Linked DNA regions of Zea mays: region 1 is linked to region 2. Evidence: chromatin contacts called from public Hi-C data. All regions are on one chromosome and are shown on one strand. Each heading gives the region's core, a stretch centred on a gene start, on an enhancer-like site or on the middle of the called end of the contact. The rest is flanking DNA. Distances are from core to core; before and after follow the strand shown.

The links. Hi-C and Micro-C count contacts between places; a contact is called where the count stands out from the background.
Region 1: a contact with region 2 is called in a Hi-C map of leaf, with 4 times the contacts expected there. The contact joins the enhancer-like site here to the promoter of LOC103654204 in region 2. A contact is called at or near these places in 2 of 25 Hi-C or Micro-C datasets (ear and leaf).

What each region holds. Positions count from the first base shown.
Region 1 is chr4:181,859,047-181,861,831 of Zm-B73-REFERENCE-NAM-5.0, forward strand. It overlaps the pseudogene LOC103654207. Among protein-coding and RNA genes, the nearest start is that of LOC100193828, 51 kb to the right of the region's middle. Within about 2 kb of position 1,360, at least 10 of the 20 cell types and tissues checked have an H3K27ac peak or open chromatin away from gene starts, as enhancers often do. A contact at or near this core is called in ear and leaf, where this site is marked.
Region 2 is chr4:181,787,459-181,790,228 of Zm-B73-REFERENCE-NAM-5.0, forward strand. It overlaps LOC103654204, which reads right to left and starts at 1,520. Exons shown (of 2, transcript XM_008681036.3): 1 at 1,004-1,520. The coding sequence starts at 1,272.

The DNA.
Region 1 (2,785 bases), core at 110-2,609, 71 kb after region 2:
GAGGATTTCGACGATATGGAAATACAGAGAACACGAAGCCGCTGATATAGACTCACAATCGTTATTAGCCGTTGAGGAGAACCATTAATCATGCTCCGTCGCTGTCCGTCCGCGCGCCGTTTTCTTCTCCCGTCAGAACCGGTGTCGCCGCCCCTATGTGGTCGTCGGCGGCGGAGGTGGAGTCCGGTGGCGATGTGGGCGGCAAGCTGGTGCACTTTGATGGGCCGCTGGCGTTCACGGCCGACGACCTGCTGTGCGCCACCGCCGAAATCATGGGGAAGAGCACCTACGGCACGGTACCCTGTGAGCGCGTCGAAGCCGTTGATGGGCGCGGCCGTCAGCTTGCGGAGGCGCCGGTGCTCGTCGTGCGGCATCGCCACGAACGACCGCGGCCCGACCAGCGCCACCGTCGCCTTGGGCCACCCCGTCACGAACGCGTCCTCGTCCATCAGCACCTGCTTGCACGCCTCCGCCGTCGTCATCAGCACCGTCAGGCTGCTGAACATGAAGCCTTGGTACACGCCCGTGCGAGTGCGACCGAACCTGCAATTAATGGTGCATCCAGGTCAGATGGTCTGGTTGCCTGTCTATCTGACTGTTCGTCTGTTTGATCAGCACAACTGATTAATGGTGATGAGCGAGCTCTTGCTTAATCTGCCTTAATAAGCTGTTTCAGTTCCAGACTTTGCAGCAGCCATTCAGGGCGGGCAAAGGCAAAAAACGACAGCATCCATCCATTGAGACTGCGAGGAGGAGCAAGCGAGTGAGCAACACGTATCATACATAGGCCCATCTGAACAGGAGGGTTCTTCGTACCACATAAATCTAGCTCAGAGAGAGAGATAGATAGATGTTCAGAACATCACGCACGGTGTTTAGTGTTTACTAGGAGCATCGAGCATGTATCCAGGAAAGGGAGACTGTCAAAGAAGGCGTCGGGCTTGCCGGACTTGAAGGCGCGGAGGAAGGCCCACATGCCGCCGACCAAGGGCCACCCCATCTCCCCCGGCGGCAGCCGCGCCGCCGCCTCCCTGTACCACCCGTGCGCCCTCCGCGCCGCGGCGTCCACCACCACCAAAGCCACGCCGCCGACCAGCACCACCTCAGCCGCCTCCCTGTACCACCAGTGCGCTCTCCTCGCAGCGGCATCCGCGAGCACCAACGCCACGGCCCCGAGCAGCACCGCCGCGGCCGTCCCTACACCCAGCATCCCGGCCGATTGAGGGGGTATGGATGGGAATGGAACGATGGACGATGCTGTTCGACCTGGAGCTGGTGCGCGACGCTGCCGCCGGGACGGCCGCGGACGAGCAGCTCATGGACACGCTGAAGCTCGCGCTGCACTGCGTCGACCCGGTGGAAGAGAAAAGAGAAAGGATGGAGACGAGTCACGGCGTTAGATGCAGCAGCTTAATAGCCCGTCTCTACGCATAAAAAGATTTTGAGTCTATTGATTTTTATAAATCTGTCGCGTTTTATAATGTCAAAAATCTCTTGTCCGGGCGCCGCAGCTTGGCGTGGAGTGATGGTCGCTTTCTCGCCGGATTTGGGAGCAAATCCAATTCAAGGGGGGACTAGACTTGGTAGCGGTACCGGACTGTGTTGAACAACGTGCTCTAAATTTTATTCCTAAAGGCTAGTTTGAAAAGCACATTTTTTTCCAAGGATTTTAATTTTTCTAAATAAAATTAATTCATTTTTTCTTGAAAAAATAGAAATCACATAGAAAAATAAAGTTCCTAAACTAACTCTAAAAAATATTCTTCGTCATTTACAGTACACTTTAAAAGATTATGTCATCTATATATATTCACCGTCTCCAACAATATCCTCTAAATTTAATCTTCTATATCTTATATTATATATTTTCTCAACAATATTAATATCAATTTTAGAACCCATATTTTTTAACAAAATATTGTCTATATAGCAAATCATTTTAAACATATATTAATAAATATGTCATTTTCATATCTTCATTGGCTTTCTTTTTTATCGGTCCTTGATGTTGTGCGGTAAAATATCCCCTTCTCTCCTTGCGTTGCTTTGCTTCCTATTGTCGGAGTGGTGACCTGCTGGTGCTGCCCCCAGTTGCTGGTCGTGTTGTGCAGCAGCAAGGTGGTGGAAGAGAGCATGGGGATTGAGGTTGTCATCAAGGCGGCGGAGATCGAGGATACCATTGCTCCCAAAGTTCCAGCGCTACGCCCATGGTTCAGTGTTTTGCAGGTGGCGCCGACGCAGGAAGGTACGCTGCTAGACCCGCCTAGCTCCGGGAACCTTTTCGCGACGGACTCGACTGCACTTGTCGGGCTCCAACCCGTGGCGTGGAATGCGCGAGGGGAAGCTTCCACCCCGGCGGCGCGGGAGGGAGAGAGAGTGACGTATCGCGAACTCCAAGAGGAACTCCACATTTAGGGCTAGTTTGGGAACCCTATTTTTCCAAGAGTTTTTTCCTTGAGAAATTGGAAATCTCACGGAAAAATGGGGTTGTCAAACTAGCCCTTAGAGTGTCAAACGACGCACGCTAATTTTACTGGTCTTGCATTGTTGGATAGATAAAGTAGCTCGGCACCCTCCAAATTTAGGGGCCAGAACTATATACCGCTCCTTGTTAGAGACAGTCTTAGTGCATGTACATCTTATCTTAGGGGTATCAAGAAGTTAAATGTAAAAAAAATAAGAGACAATATCTTGGTGAATAAATATCTCTAGCACGGTTCTCTAAATCTAGATACAATTCTACTAATACAACCCACGTGAAAGGGAATTAGGCTTACACCTAGTT
Region 2 (2,770 bases), core at 270-2,769:
ATCAGGTTGGTCCGTGCCTCCCTGTCGAAGGCGTCGAATCGGGGTTTTTAGGGTTGGATCAGGTTTTGGCTTTGGGTAGGGTTTTGGGTTAAAAATCATGGCTCGTACCCGACCCATAGATTGTTGCGGGTCAAAAAATGGCCCGTACCCGCCCGTCGTATTGATCGGGTCGGATTTGGTCTGGTTTTTCGGACGGGTTGGGTTGGTCGGATCGGATGACCCATGATCAGGTCTATCAACAAGACAAAGTAAAACTGCATGTGGCCACATTACCTGTTGGATTTATAGACTTGGCCCAATTGAGAAATTCAATTAGATCCTAGGAAAATGACAAAAGGCCACGTATGGCAAGGGAATGATGGAACCAGATAAGAATTTGAGTCCTTATCGGATCACGATCAGAACGGATCCCAAGCTTATCGGTTCGTGGACGTGGCCCTATATAAGGCGCCAGCCAGCCCTTGCCACAAGGCATCCTAACCTAAGTTAAGTTTTCGCCTCTGCTCACAATTGTGTTGTCATCGTACTACTCTTCATCCCGAGCGTCGACGTGCATCTGCAATCGAGAGAGCAGTTCTCAGGAACTCATTCATCGCCTTTGAGATCCTACACTGGGAGAGGTGAATAAGATTTTTGGAAAGCATCTTCACGTGACTGCTCGCGTTCTTCTCGTCGACCCTACCGCCGACGTCGTCGACCCTTCTGCTTCGACGCATGTCCTCTACCAGTACGTCTAATCAGTACGCATTATTTGATCTAATCTCTGTTATGTTAGATATGGTAGAGGTGTGCTGCCTTTTTTATTAGACTGTTAATTAACCTATTAGGTTAATTGTTGTAGAACAAACACCTGATTATTTATTGTTGGTTATGATTTATATTCGAATTTTAATATAGAAAATATCTAATTATTGAATATTACCATAAATCCCTCGAGGGAGCCGCCCAAATAGGCCGACCAGGCCGATCAAGATCCGTCCCCCCTGGCGAAATAGACGCTCACCTGAAGGGCAGGGCCTCCTGGAGCACGTCCATGGTGTCGAAGGAGGAGCCCTTGTACGGGCTCTGCACCTCGCCGTCGTCGCTCTCGACCTCATCGCCGTCCCACTCCCGCTGCGTCGCCTCTGCGGGGATGTCGCTGTCCCGCTCCACCGTAGACGAGCCGCTGCGGCAGGGCGATTCCGCCAGCGAGGCCGCGCAGCCGCAGTCGGCGACGAGGCCGAACCAATGGCCGCGGTGGCCGCCGCCGCCCAGCCCGCGCCCGCTCTCCATTGCGATCGATATGGCTCGCGCCCTCCCGTGGCCTTGCCAACGGAAGCCGACGCCTTCGCCGCCGCCGCCGCCGTCTCTTCTTTCTTCCGCTCTCTCTCTCTCGCACGCGCACGGGAATAACCGAAAGAGCGGGGGAGGCGAGCAGCCGAGCACCGATGGCGACTACTCCTTTTTATAAGGAGGCACGAGCTGGGAAAAAATGTGAGCAGTTTTTTTCGGTCTTTTTTTTTCATTCTCATTTGTTTCTCATTTGTTTACGTACCATCATTTAGACTTCCCTTATGCTATCTTCAACCTCTTAACTATTCTCGTAGCTATATTTAATTTTACATTGTAAACAATACAGTCTATAATACATAACAAATATCTTAATTGGCTCTCATTTATGATGTACTTCTTCGTTTCGTTTTAGTTGTCGTTGAATAGTGGAAAATTAAACTATCCTGCGACAACTAAAAATAAAAAGAAACGGAGCGGTATTTGGTTGACGAGCGGAGGAGGATGAGTGGTTCGTGGAGCCTTAAGATACCAATATAGATGTCCAAACGGGCCACCCGGCACGGACCCGGCCCGAACCCGTTTCGGCCCGGTACGAATAGGGCCGGGCCAGGCACGGCCCGTTGATGCTTCGGGCCGGGTCGGGCTGGCCCACGTGCCTAGAGACATGCCCAAACCCGGCACGCATAGGGAAAAATCGTGCCGGGCCGGCCCGTTGGCCCGATGGGCCTCAACGGACCGGGCCGGGCACTGGCCCGAACCAACAGTAGAACGGTATATAAATACATATATTTAACATAATTAATCATATATAATAACATATTATTTATATATATTAAGACAACAAAATATTTATGTATACATTTTATATTTATGTATGCATTTTATATATGTTTGGCCGCGTATTTAGTATTTACATACTACGAGAGATTTACATATTTAGTATTTACATAAATATGCGGGCCGCCGTCGTGCCGACCCATTTATCGTGCCGGGCCGGGCCAAAGCACGCGGGCCGCCGTATGTGCCCATACCCGGCCCGCTAAACGGGCCGTGCCGGCTCGGGCCCGTAACCGACCGTGCCGGGCCTTGTTTGGACCGGGCTAAATTCGTGCCGTGCCACGGGCCAAACGGGCGGCCCGCACTGTTTGGACATCTATAGATACCAATATACTAGAAATATCTCCTCCATCCGGCCGCCGCCGCGAGGAGCTTCGTCGCCGTCCATTGAGTCAGGTGAATCCATCGTCGCCTCATCTCCTTCCTGGCCGCCCCCCTCTTCTCCTCCCTCGTCGGCCCTTTTTTCCTCCACCGGTTCTACTTCTGCCGCCGCCCCCTTTCCTCCTCCACGTCGCCAGCAGATCTACACTGCGCTCCTCCCTTCATCAGATCAGCGCGGTATGGGGTGTATGATGCATGTCGTAGGTACCTTGGAGAGAGGAAGCAGTTTGGAGTAGCACTGGCCGTCACGTTCCAACTGAATATTTTGCTGATGCAGTAC